Regions from separate parts of the Ovis aries genome. Here region 1 is linked to region 2. Evidence: chromatin contacts called from public Hi-C data. All regions are on one chromosome and are shown on one strand. The core of a region is the stretch at or near the end of the contact, and the rest is flanking DNA. Distances in the headings are between cores, read along the strand shown. Region 1 holds the start of FOXO3 (forkhead box O3). Region 2 holds the start of SESN1 (sestrin 1).

What was found. Hi-C and Micro-C count contacts between places; a contact is called where the count stands out from the background.
Region 1: a contact with region 2 is called in a Hi-C map of liver, with 2.9 times the contacts expected there. The contact joins the promoter of FOXO3 here to the promoter of SESN1 in region 2. A contact is called at or near these places in 2 of 16 Hi-C or Micro-C datasets (hypothalamus and liver).

Annotation. Positions count from the first base shown.
Region 1 is chr8:28,919,313-28,926,209 of ARS-UI_Ramb_v3.0, forward strand. It overlaps FOXO3 (forkhead box O3), which reads right to left and starts at 3,684. Exons shown (of 2, transcript NM_001267889.1): 1 at 3,067-3,684. The coding sequence starts at 3,684.
Region 2 is chr8:28,368,868-28,375,156 of ARS-UI_Ramb_v3.0, forward strand. It overlaps SESN1 (sestrin 1), which reads left to right and starts at 1,346. Exons shown (of 9, transcript XM_012182656.4): 1 at 1,346-2,030. The coding sequence starts at 1,749. The region is part of intron 1 of CEP57L1 (centrosomal protein 57 like 1); the gene reads right to left.

The DNA.
Region 1 (6,897 bases), core at 2,434-4,933, 550 kb after region 2:
ATCTCTGTACTAACCAGCTGTGTGATCTTAGTAAAGTCATTAACTTGAAGAATCAAGATCTTCACCTATAAAATAAGGGGACTGAACTAGATCAGCAAACCTCGTCCTGGCTGTACATTAGAATCACCTAAGAAACTTCAAAAATTAAACAAAAACAACCTCACCAACCAATACCCTCACATCGGCCCAATTAAATCAGGTTCTCTGGGTACTGATATTTTTTAAAAGCTCCCAGATAATTCTTACATGCAACCAGAGCTTTGATTCACTGGTCTTGATTCTGATCGCTAAGACCTCTTTTCTAATTCGCTCTATGCTCTTAGGGTGATAATTCTAGTTACAAGATCTCATTAATACAAAGGCCCAAAAACTACAAAAGAAGTAAGGCCTAGGTGCTGCATACTACACCTATGTGCACACATGACTGGCAGAGGTTAACCTGAATTCTAGACATTTTTAGAAGTTAAAAACCTGAATGTAAAACGCAGAATGAAAGTAGCGTGGTTTAAAAGCACACACCTGCTTCCAAATGACTAATCATGATAGGAATCAACTCCTGAAACTTGGATGCGTAGAAATAGGTCACAATTAGCTCCTGACCTCTCCCTTTTCCCTCTCTTCCACCTCCACTAAACCACAAGCACAAAAAAAGCTTGGCTATTACTCATAATCGGAATGTGAAACCACAGCCCCAGTTTCAAAGGGCCTTCTCCATCATCAAAGATTTGGAAGTTCTTGCATGGCTGCATCTTTTGGTAAAGATCATCTTGCAAAAACTCTAACTCAATTATATCTCTATAGTCTTCAAGGATTAGTTATCATGCGATAATCAGAAATGGACCTGGTGTAAAATTTTAAAGATAAAATATTCATAAAATATGCACCCAGTATTAAACATATGACTGCTGGACAGTTTCAATTTATAATGCTTCATAAGATTTTAGTTAAAGAAAAATGAGATAGCAGAGAAGGAAAAAACAAACCATGAGACCAAAAAGAGTTAAGATATAAAACCACGAAGTTTAAGACTAGGCCCCAAATCTCTATTGCAGATCCTGTAAGCTACGTGAAAATATAATAAATTCAGTATCAATTCATGGTTATTTTTGGTAGCCACACTTTCCCACATAAGTCTTAAAAAAAAACTTTCAAATGCCATAAACTGGTATTATCTTTAACCATAAACATGATGCAAGAAATATTACTTATGGAAAACTACTTTCATAACCTTAAAAATCATAAAAAAGGTGAAAACCCTTGCTATGTTAACTTTCTAACTAACTTAAAGCTAACTTTTAACTAACAGATTCTCTGCACCAAATCCAAAATTTGTAGGACTAAATTTCAAGTGTGAGAAATTTGGAAAAGACTCCACACCCCACCCAATCCATCTTCTTAGATCCCACAAATTCATCCCTTCCTAACACTATACACTGAGATCAACCCTTGCTATCCACTTGAAAACTCAATTTTTAAAAGTATCACATCAGCACTGCTTTGAAACAGAATTCTCATCCTTTTCATAAATATCCTATTATCACAAAACTGGCATTCTTTTGCAAAGCAATACAACTGAATCGAACCTAAGATTCATAATAACAGCGTTTGTTCAAGGATGAGATAGATTTGTGGAACAATATCAAAGCACTTGTTTTCCTTTTAAAGTATCAAACCCTTTCCCTATACTAAGCATAAAAAAATTTTAAGGCATATTTCAAGATTTTTTTAAACCAAATTAAAAGTCAATGACACTAAATTCTTTAGCTTTTTCATGTACTAGCTCCTCTCCAGTGCTTCAGTTCTCCACCTAAGGTCAAACTGTTCTTATTTTATACACCCACTGGAATCTAGGAAGTACAGAGCTCCCCAAAGACAACAAAGGAAGGGACAGAAGGAGGAAGCAACCACCTTTTTAATTAAAAAAAAAAAAAAAATCCAACTTGTTACTAGAAGCAACAGACAGAAAGATATGTGTCTACAGCTGCACAGGGCTCCCTTTAGCCTGGTATGCATTCCTGTCTTGGGAGATGTGGCCAGGAGGATGAGGTGCAAGAGCAAAGCCGCTGGGTATCAGCGGCCCAGCAGGGGCACAGGAGTTAATCTCTTTGGATGCCCAATTGCAGGAAGTCATTACATCATAGGCCTTTCCACACCTCTCTCCCTACCACGTGTCCAGTGCCCCAAGAGGCTGAAAACGAACAGTAGAGAGCCTCTCTTCAGGTTCACTTACAGGTAGAAGCCATTACGGTCCAGCCCTGCCAGCAAACCTCCCTCCCCAAGGCCCAGGTGAGGCGCCAGGCGCGGGTCCTGGGCACCTGGACCCTCTGCCTCAAACAGCGCCAGAATCCGGACCTCTGCGCAGAAGCCAGCAGGTGCAGCGAGTCCCCGCTGAGGTAAAAGGGCTGGCCCGTGCCAGGCCCCAAAGCACCTCAGAAGCTACCTGCTGTAGAGACATCTCTGAAGAACAGAGGTGTGGACACAGGCAAGGAAAGGAAACCGGCCAGGAAGAGGTTTACAACCACCGCTTTTTGTAATTGGATTGATGTGCCTGTGGGAGCGAAAACCCCACAAGCCCGAAAACTTGGGCACAAGGGTTCTCATCCAGGTAGTCACAACACACCACGCTTCAGCGACTGACTTAAAACCACAAATCCACTCCTCCCAACCCGTTCCCTCACTCCCCCCGTAGTGGCCTCGCCGCACCCCCACGATGGGGGACTTCTACTCCCAAGTTGGCCGCAGACCTACCTTCTCTGCGATGACCCAGGAATCCGGCAAATTCACTCCGGTCCGTCTGTCCTTCCCTCGCCGGTGTCCCTCAACCCCTCGCCTCACCTGGCCATGCCTGAGGTTTCCCCAGGAGCCTTCTCTCCTGCCACCTTCGCGGCCGTCCCCGGTTGCCCCTCCTCCGGGATCACACAAAACCCCCAAAACCTCACAGCGGAGGCTCTCCCTGCCAACCCCTCTCCCCCGCGCCCTCAGGAGCGCTCCGTCGAATCGAAGACGCGCCTCGCACTGCGCAGGAGGCCCGGCGGGTCCGGCCGCCCGCCCCAGGTGGGTACGCACCTTCCAGCCGGCAGAGCTGTTGCTGTCGCCCTTATCCTTGAAGTAGGGCACGCAGCGCACCATCCACTCATAGATCTGGGACAGAGTGAGCCGTTTGTCTGGGGAGCTCTCGATCGCGCGAGTGATCAGGTCGGCGTAGGACAGGTTCCCCCAGGCGTTCCTCCGCGACGAGCATTTCCTCGGCTGCCCGGAGCCCCCAGCCGTCCCCGGCTGCGGCGGTGGCAGTGGCTGCTGAGGCTGCAGCGGTGTCTGCGTTCCCCCGCTCAGCGCGCCCGCCGCGGGGGCTGGCCCGGACCCGGGGTCCTGCCCTCCAGGAGCCAAGAGCCGGGCCGAGTCCTCCAGGAGTAACCCAGAGCCCAGCGGGCCGCCCCCGCCGCCGCCGATCGCCATGGCCGAGCCGGCCCTACCGCCACCGTCCTCGTCGTCTTCATCGTCCTCCTCCTCGGGGATCATGGAGTCAGCAGCCGCCTCCCCAGAGGGCTTGGCCGGGCTCCCCTGGAGCTCCGGCCTCTGCAGGGGCCACGTACAGGAGCGCGGCCGGCTCTGGGGCTCGAACTCCGGGTCCAGCTCCACTTCGAGCGGAGAGATCGGGGCCGGGGAGGCCGGCGCCTCTGCCATCTTCGCCGCCCGCCCGCCCGCCCGCGGCTCGGGCTCTCGCGCTCTCCTCTCGCGCCGGGGCGGGGTGCGGCGGGGGAGGGACGGGGGCGCCGAGAAGGCTCGGGCTCCCAGGCGGCGCCGCCGCCGCCGCCGCTACAGCCGCCGCCTGGGGAAGCACGAGAGGAGAGAGAAGGAGAGTTGGTTATCCCGGGCTGGAACCCAGTCTTCGGCGAGTCCTCGCCCGCCGTCGCCGCCGCCACCGCTTCGCGACCGCACCGCGCCCGCCTCCCAGGAGCAGGCAGACCTGGAGACGTGCGTCCCGCGAACCTGGCGCAGCAGACGCCGCCCCCAGACCAGGCCGCTGGGGAGACGGGAGCGAATCGACGGGCTCGCACGGGGCACCCCCTCCCCCGCCGCCGCCGGAGCTGCAGGTCTCTCCTGGGCTAGGTGGCTGGGCGGGGAAGAAGGGGGAGGGGCGGGGCGGGGGAGGGGCGCGGGCCGCGCCTTTAAAGCGGGCAGCAGCCGGCGCTGGCGCAGCCCAGCTGCGGTCCGAGCCCGAGTCCGGGCGGGCGGGCGTGCGTTTGTTTATGTTTCGCTCGGGCCCGCTCAAGTGCTTCCCGCGACGCCGCCGCCAAAGTCTGTGGCGTCTTCGGCTCTTCTTCCAGTCCCCGGCCCTGCTGCCTCCGCGCCCCTCTGCCACCCCCTCCCAGCGGAGGGCTCGAGCCCGGGGACGGCGCGGGAAGCTCCTTATTTCCCTCTCTGCCCGCGGGCTGAGAGGGCAAGCGTGGGTCCGAGCGCAAACAGGCCCTTGTCACTTCCAGAAAAAGGGGAAGCCGGGAAAAAGGAGGGCAAGCAGCTCGGTGGGTATTTGCCAAGGGTCGAGCCGAGCGGCAACGGCCACTTTCGGGGTTTGTGAGGCTTATTCTCCCACGGGCGTTGTGCCTTACACCCCCTTCCCAGTGAAGAACGGGAGAAGGGGGCAAGTCGGAACGTAAATCTTCCAACAGGTCAGGAAGCACCAAGTCTCCCGGGCCGCCAGAAAGCTCAGACCAGCACGTTCTTCACCTCCTTGCTCCCGCTGCTGCCATCTTGACAGTTTCCCCCCCTTCACTCAAGTCCTTTAAAAACACTAGCGGGAGAGAAGAGGGGCGCGCACACCGAGTCACGGGGAGGGAAAAGGGAAGCGCCTGGCCCAGCTCAGAAGCAGATCCGGAGTCGCCGGGAAGGCGGTCGACCCGCTCACAGCTCCGGCGCCTACCTCGGTTCCTTCCCCTCAGGGACGAGGGGGGAGGACGCACAATCCCGCGCGGGCCTGGGGCACGATGAGGAAGGGGCGCGCAACCTCGGCCGAGAGGCGCTCCGGCCGCCGCCGCAGCCCGCCTGAGAAACCGCCTGTCAGCCTGCGCCCCGCCGCCTTCCACATTCCTCCTCCTCCCTTCCACAAGCAGAGCGGCCGAGGCAGCAACACAAAGTTATAGACACACGCAGGGTGCCTCAACCTAGGCTGACGGCGGGCGGGCGGGCAGGTCCCCGCCCAGGGGGAGGGCTGGGCGGCGAGCCGGGTTGTGCTCGCGTGCGTGCGTGTGTGCGCGCGCCCGCGCGCACGCCTGCGCGACCCGGTTCCGAGAGGCTGCAGGCTTGAGTGTCAGGGCGCGCGCCGGGACCGAGACTCGGCGGGCTCCTCCTCCCTCCTGCGAGCCTCAACAACAAAGCACGGCGCTGGCTCAGGAGACGAGGGAGGGGGGCCAGCAGAGCTCCAAACGCTCAACGAGCGCAGTCGCGTGGCCTCCCAGACTCCAAGCAGGACGCCTGGCACCCTCCCCAGCGACGAAGGGTCCCCGTCGCTCCGCCAGGCTCTGGGCCCGCCCTGGTGTCCGGTTCCCCCATTAGAACCGGACACCAGGTAACACCCGAGATAACATGCTGACCGCAGGCGGCAAGGGTTACCTCAGCGTGAAAATACTGGCAAGCGAAGATGTTGGTGTCCTCAGGACTTCGATAAGCTGATGCTCTCAGATTTGATCAGGAACCAGGAGGTTTGCAACTGAGTCTCTAACGTAGGACACTTGACTGCAGTCGTGTTTCGTTTCGCATGAATTTCATGGCCAGCGAGTGGAGAAGTGTAACTGACTCGGGAGAAAAGCAAATTATTCCATATTCCTAAATGCAAGAACAAATTCTGAACAACTGTGAAGGGGAAATAATGAGTCTAATTTTTAAATGACGGCAAAGCAGCTAACTGTGCTTTTTTAAACTTTTTAAAAATAAAGACACTTCTTCAGGTTTAGAAAAACATCTTCACACGTCCTTATCCTACGACAGTACCCAAGTCGTTCATTCGTGCACTAAGAATGCACTACATGCAACACACACACCGAGAGTCTATCAATTTTGATTTATAAATATCCCGCCCCATCCTTCCAAGTCACGAGAAGTATCTTAAGCAGTCCAGAGCGGTCTCGGCAACAACCGCATACACAAAAAGGTCCAACTCAGCGTAGGCAGGAATGCGCCCATCCACCCCAGTCCATGCTCCGGGCTTTGCGCAGGACCCGTCACTCAAGTGACGCGCGGCCCCGCCCCTGCACCAAGCTAGTTCGACGCGTACAAACAGATGATGTCATTGTATCCACAAGCGCGTGACCCGGGATCTCTGCGCCGAATTGCCATTCGCTGCGCCGCTCAATCGTCAAGCCATGCCGCGCTCTGACTGGCCGCGGCCACCCGTCTCCAGGCCCCAGACACCCCTCTCCGCCCCCCGCCTCCGCCCCCCCATCAAATAATAAACAATCGAGTAAAATTCGATGGAAGGGAGGAGAGGACAGAGACGGCGAACCCAGAAGCCAATCCTTCGCGTGCTGACGGAAGGGAGAGTTAAAAGGAGGAGGGTTTGAGAGGACCGGGTTGCGGGGGGAAGGAGCAGACCTGAGGCGATTTGTCCCGCCTCGATGAGGTGGCATCTGGGGAGGAAAGTTGGAAAGCACTCTGCGGGGCACGCCTGGTAACGCAGGGGGGCTCTAGGGCCCCGGAGCGGCAGGGCTCAGGACTCCGCGGTGGTGCGCTGCCAGCTCAAGGGGCGGAGATTGGGCCTCGCTAGCGCTGCGCAGGCGGAGCTGGCAGACACGTGCGGGAGGAGGGCGGACGCGCGCCGCACGGGCTCGCCCCGGGCACGCGGCTCCGAAAGACGCGCGCGCTTGTTTACCAGCGCACGTGGGTGTTATTTTTAAATGGAAT
Region 2 (6,289 bases), core at 96-2,595:
AGCACCGGTTTCCACAGCATCCCCCTTGTCTGGTCTTACTCCTCACCCTCCGACCTTCAGGATAGCGACCATTCCCAAATTCTCGCCTCGACGCGGGAGAACTGGACACCCAGACTAGCCCTTCCCAATTTAGATTACTCATAGAAGTCCCCGGACTAAGGCTTACAGTCCTAGATGGCTCGGTTTCTAAAATCCCAAAGGAAATGGAGGAAGGGAAAAAATCCTGTCAAGGAAAAGTGGCAGCCAAGCCCACAGTGCTCACCAAGCCGACGCTCTCAGTCAGTCCTTGTCAGCGCTAACCGTCGGCTCGCAGGCCACAAAAGGCAATGTCGCAGTGGCTCTTGGGGGCTGTAGTTTTTGTCGCAAACGAAATGCGCAGACAGCACCCAAACTACCTTTCCCAGAAGTCAATGCGAGCACGCCCTGCTTCCTTAAATCTGGGGTTTGGCGTAATAAAGACAGCGTTCTTATTTTTAGACTGACCTTAAACTTAGATTCAGGCACTTTCAGGTGTACGTCTGTGCACACTTTCTTTTCCCTGTTTGTGTTGTCTGTGATAGGGTATTTCAACCTCCCCTTACTTTTTCTCCCTTTTTCGGTCCAAGGAAGCCAAACGCCAGGGGCTAGAAAACGCTCCCCGGCGCAGATTAAGTGCCTCTTAAAGCGCATGCGCCTTGCTTGCTGTCACGCTTGCGTAGCAACCGGCAGCGGTTGGCGGCCGCGCGCGGACTTGGGGTCTGGAGGTAGCCAGTGGGTGGGCGGGGCTTTTTCCAATGGCTTTGCCTCCGCGGGTCGCGTCTACTAGGGCGGGGAAGAGGGCGCAGGGGCAGGGGCGGCTCCTGGTTTGTGCCGGGCGGAGAAAGGGGAGGGGCTGGGGGGTGAGGACCCCATCTTCCCTCCCCGCTCCCGCCCTCTGGGCAGAGCCCCACAGATGAGGCTGGGCGAAGGGGCGGGCTCTGTGCCGCGGGCCCCGCCGCTCCGCCAGCTTCGCGGCCCAGCCCTGCGCTCGGGGATTGCGGGGCTGCCCTGTCCCCGTCTGGCTTGGAGGGCGGTGGGCGAGGACGCAAGGATTGGAACAGAAGCGGCGCCTGCCCAGGGCACCCGGAACCGTTAGGACAGGAGACGCTTTTCCTCCAACGCTACCGAGACAGCAGGCTGCACAAGACTGCCGCCCCCCGGGAGCGTCAGGGTCTCTGGCCGTGGCGGCCAGCGAGCCAGGGTTCGGCAAGCCTTCCCAGCCAGCGCCCGGCCGAGGGGGAGGAGCTGCAGAAGGCGGGGACTGGTGCCGGAGGAGGGGCGGGGTGGGAACGCTCCCGAGAACACCGTGGCTGCACTGACAAAAAACACCGAATGGCTGGAGAGCGTTCAACTGTTACCAGCCTTTTTGGGCAGAGCACTGGTTTGACAGCTCCCCAGCGTGAGGATATCCGCTGACCCCGCGGGTCGCAGGAGAATACTTTCCCGACACTGGCTGTGCAGAAAGCCAGCGCTTGTAAGGTTTCAACTTGCCAACTTTTTTTCCAGTCTCTGGCCAGAAGACTGCCCCTCCGGGTGAAAGGAGAGGGCGAGCTCTGTCTTGTAGCTCGAAGAGACGCTTCTGGTTCCAAATGTCACCCAGACGTGTTTTTTCATGACGATTCTAGTTCTCTGATTCCATTCTTATATTTCTCGTTTTAAAAATATAAAGTGCTTTGGGGGGCATGCTGAAAGTTAACTGAAGACGGCAAAGAAAAAACTCCACTGTTGTCATGGCTGAAGGAGAGAATGAAGTGAGATGGGATGGACTGTGCAGTAGAGATTCAACTACTAGAGAGACAGCTCTGGAAAACATTAGGCAAATCATTGTGAGAAAAACCGAGTGTCTTCGTTTGGTGAAAGAGACACCTTATCGGAGTCCAGCAGACGGCCTTTCAAATGCGGTTTCTTTGGATGGATTGAATAAGCTTCTTGCTCATCTGCTTATGCTTTCTAAGAGGTGTCCCTTTAAAGATGTGAGAGAGAAAAGTGAGTTTATCCTGAAGAGCGTCCAGGTAAGAAAGAGCATTTTAAGTACAACTGTTTATCTAGTACAGTGACGTTTACTTGCAGATATTCACTTTGTAATTGCTTCAAGTAAGTTGTTATAATTTGAATTACCTTAAATTTAGAGCGTTCTGTAAAACGTTTAATTTAGGGTTAAAATTGGACAAGGTGAACTAAAGTAATTTTCAAGTACAACTAAATGAGTATTGTCTTTCTGGAGAGTTTTAGCAGAAATGCATTCTTCCTGGGAAAAATACTTGAAAATTACAGTTAATTACAAGTAAATACTTGCATTTCTTTATATTCATTTTTACATGTTGTTGGAAACTGTAGCCAGTATGCTTTTCATATTGTTACAAACAATGTTCCATGTGGAAAGTTTCACGTTTAAAAGATTCTAAAATGATAAAGAATGTTAAATGTTTCCTAGTCAGCTTGTTCGAGATAACTGGTGAAACAATTTTCTCTTGTTCTTAAAAACAAAACAAAAAACCCCAGAATCTGTTTCCTAAATGCAACCTTTCTTTTCTGAAAGAAAGAATTATATAAATAATAAAAGCCCATGTTGTAAAGGAGCTGACATCTGCAGATTGAAAAATTGGATCCAGGTTGAGTGACTGATAGACTCTTATGGTCAATTACTTAACTAGCTCTCTCTGTGTTTGCCTAAGTTTGATTCTTTTCTTTCTCACATACATTTCTATTTAAGTTGTAAAAAATTAAGAATGTTATAGTTTTCCTTCTGCTCGTACATATTCAGTTTATCTTTTTTTATTTGAAGTTTTTTTTAAGAATAAGGTTTTTTAGAAATTAAGAATGGTCAAAATGCTCTTTATGTTTCTCTGTCTAAATTACTCAATTCACATGTGTTCAAAGTCATGGCACCAGAATTTTTTTAAATGTATGATTTACTTGGGTGTGTATATATATATGTATATATATATAAGCTAAGATGAACAGTTTTTCTGTTCTGGTTTGAATTCAGTTTAAAGCAACAAAAAAATAATAATGTGCATAAAACATAGACTCTTTAAAATCTTGGATATTTCTTTTCACAAACAGTGGAAACAGTTGTTACAATTTACATTTATCCAGAGTTACTAGAGAGGAATTATTATTCCAGCGCTTGAAGTTTACCCTTTTTAGCATCAAAAGTTATTTCTCTATCTTGGTGACTACAACAGCCATTCCTTTTTTCATAATGGGGTCATCATTTTGCATATCAAGTACATACTGTTGTACAGTTGAGGGTGGAATGTATGTATAGGACTCTATGATCCACTTTGAATTTGTATGTTCAATTTTTATAGTTTTTCTGTTCCTTCCCTTGCTGTCAGTATTCTTCATTTCAGCCTCCTCTTGAATGCTTTATTTTGCTACTTTAAAAGTACTAGAATGGGAAACCAGATAGCCAATTTTGTTAAGAGTTAGATTGAAAACTGAAGTAATTAGGCTCTGGAGATTACAAGTTCAAAGGACTGACATAATGGTAAGTAAATGGGTACCGGTATCAAACCTGGGCTCAGATTCTCCTCCTTTATTAATATACTGTATAACCTTGAATGAGTTATTTAACTTCTCTTAGCTTGGATTTCCACATCTATAAAATGGGTATAATAATACAGAGGTGTGTTATTATAGTAAATTAATATTATAAAGGAGCTATAAAATGCCCTATATGTAATGGATGCTTCTGTCTTCTTCCTTATTTTTTAAAAAAACATTTATGTATTTGTCTGCATGGGCACTCAGGACCTTCAGTCTTCCTTGCAGCATGTGAGATCTAATTCCCTGAACTGGGACCTAAACCCAGGCCCCCTGCATTAAGAATGAAGAGTTTCAGCCACTGGACCATCAGGGAAGTCCTTCCTCTCCCCTTTCATAAATGAAATACATGGACTATGTGATATGTATTTTAAGACTCATTCATTCTGCAAAAGGAATCAAGAATCTCTAATATGAAGTTTTCCTGTCAATTTATACCTTCATTTTCATCTCTGCATCTATTGTACATCATTCCAGCCACAATTCTAACAGGCACTTTACTTATGTTGGGTTATAATCACATATTTATGTGTCTGTCTCCCCTAGGAGGGCTATAAGTTCTCACAAGTATTGACTGTGACTTGTAAGCTACTAAATAAATATTGTGTCTTAGTCTGAATAGGTGAAGTTACTATTAATAGATAAGGGATTTTCCATCCCTACTTCATTCATTCCTGCCTTCATTCAACAAATGTTAATTGAACCCCTGCTAAATGCCTTTCTAAGAACTGAGAATCAGTGGTAACAATTTTGACATTCTACTGAAGGGAAACTGACCATAAAGAAGTAAACAAATAAACAATGTAATTTTAGATAATACAGGAAGACTTTATGAAGAGATGGCATTTAAGCAGAAATGAGTAAGTATTATCCAGGCAAAAATGAGATTGTGAGGGGAACATTCCAGATGTAGGGAATAGTATATGTGAAGGCCTCATGGTAAAAGAGATCAGGTGAATTTAGGAGTGGAAAGTAATGCAGTTTGAGGAGAGTGTGAGAGTTTAAATAGATGCTTAGGAGTCAGAGCTGACTCCAATACTATAATAATTCTACAACCTTTGGTAAGTTACATAATCTCTCCTTGACTCAGTTTTCTTATCTGCAGAATGAAAATGAGAATAGTTCATGCCTAACAATGAGAATAAAATGAAATAATGCTTACAAAGCATAGCACAGTGCCTAGCAAATAAGAAACAGCATGAATCTAGGAATTCTTACTGTTTTTAGGCAGGAGCCAGAGAACAGAGTACCATGTTCAGAGTTATAGACTTCATCCTAGGAACAATGAGAAGCCACTGAAGGGCACTGAGCAAGATGGTGACATGATACATGGTGTATTAGAAGCATCACTTTGGAAGAAATTTGGATAATAGATTTCAGGGGTCGAGACTGAATGTGCAACAGTAAGGAGGTTGTTCACTGCTGCTGCTGCTACTAAGTCACTTCAGTCATGTCCGACTCTGTGTGACCCCACAGACAGCAGCCCACCAGGCTCCGCCATCCCTGGGATTCTCCAGACAAGAACACTGGGGTTGGTTGCCATTAGTCCAAAGCAAAAATGGTGGAGTAGGAGTAGTAGACAAAGTGGGAAAAGGTGACTAGGTTTAGGAGGTAGTTAGGAGTTAGAAACCATTGGATATAGTATTTAATTGGATATAGGAGATGAAGTAAAATGAAGCATGGCTCTAAAGTTTCTAGCTTAAACTCCTTGGCGAATAGTTAAGTCATTTCAGGAGACAAGAGTGGTAGAAGGTTAATTTAGGGGAGTGCTGAGTTCTGTTTTACACAGAGATTAAGTTGCCTTTGATAAATCTGATTAGAAATAGCTCTTAAAGGGATTTCTACCCCTGACACCACTGTTCTACTTCTGGCATTGATATCTCTCACTTTGCCAGACTTAACCTGTCCTCCACCTTTCTATCCATCCTCCACCTTTCTATCCATCCTCCTCTTAATTGCAGAGCTCTTTATCTGAAACAGAAATCTGACCATGTTTCTCTCCTCCTGAAAATCCCTTAGGTTGGAATCTAAGCTCCTTAATGCCTAGCATCATGTGGTCTGTACTTGATGCTGCAGCTTCACTTCTCACACTAGCTTCACAAGGGAAACCAAGTAATGTAGTGCTCCATAATACCTTCTGTTGTTCATTAGTAAGCAGCAGAAGCTGAACTGTATTTGCAGTTTTTTGCAGCTATTCCTGATGGCGCCCTCAATTGCTATAGGTCATGTTGTTAGGGAGAGATGGTAGGATGGATTCAACTCAAAATGATTAAATGTGTAAAAATGGGCACTTTGAGGGGTAGCATTCTCTGTTTGTATTCCTGTTCTCAATTTATTGATTTCAAGTCAACATACTTAAATCTGTTCAACACATTTTTGAGAGCTCTTCTTTGCTAAGCAGTGTACTTAGGAGTGAAAGATCAATTAGATTTATTCCCTGCTTTTGAAGAAGTTCTTCTGTTCTCATAGAAGGAGTTGTGCTATTTGTTTAAACCTAAAATACATTTTGGATATGCTTGATTCCCTAAGCAAAGATACAGACTGGCCCATTATGCTAATATAGTCTACCTGTGAGCTATGGTCTTTATGATGCAGGAAATTAAGGGAGAAAATGTGTGTGTATATATTCATCAAAACGTCATGAGGTGTATCTGGAATAGCCAAGTACTTTTCCAAGAATAGTCATTTGATCCTTTTCATTTCTGTACCATGACAAAAGAAA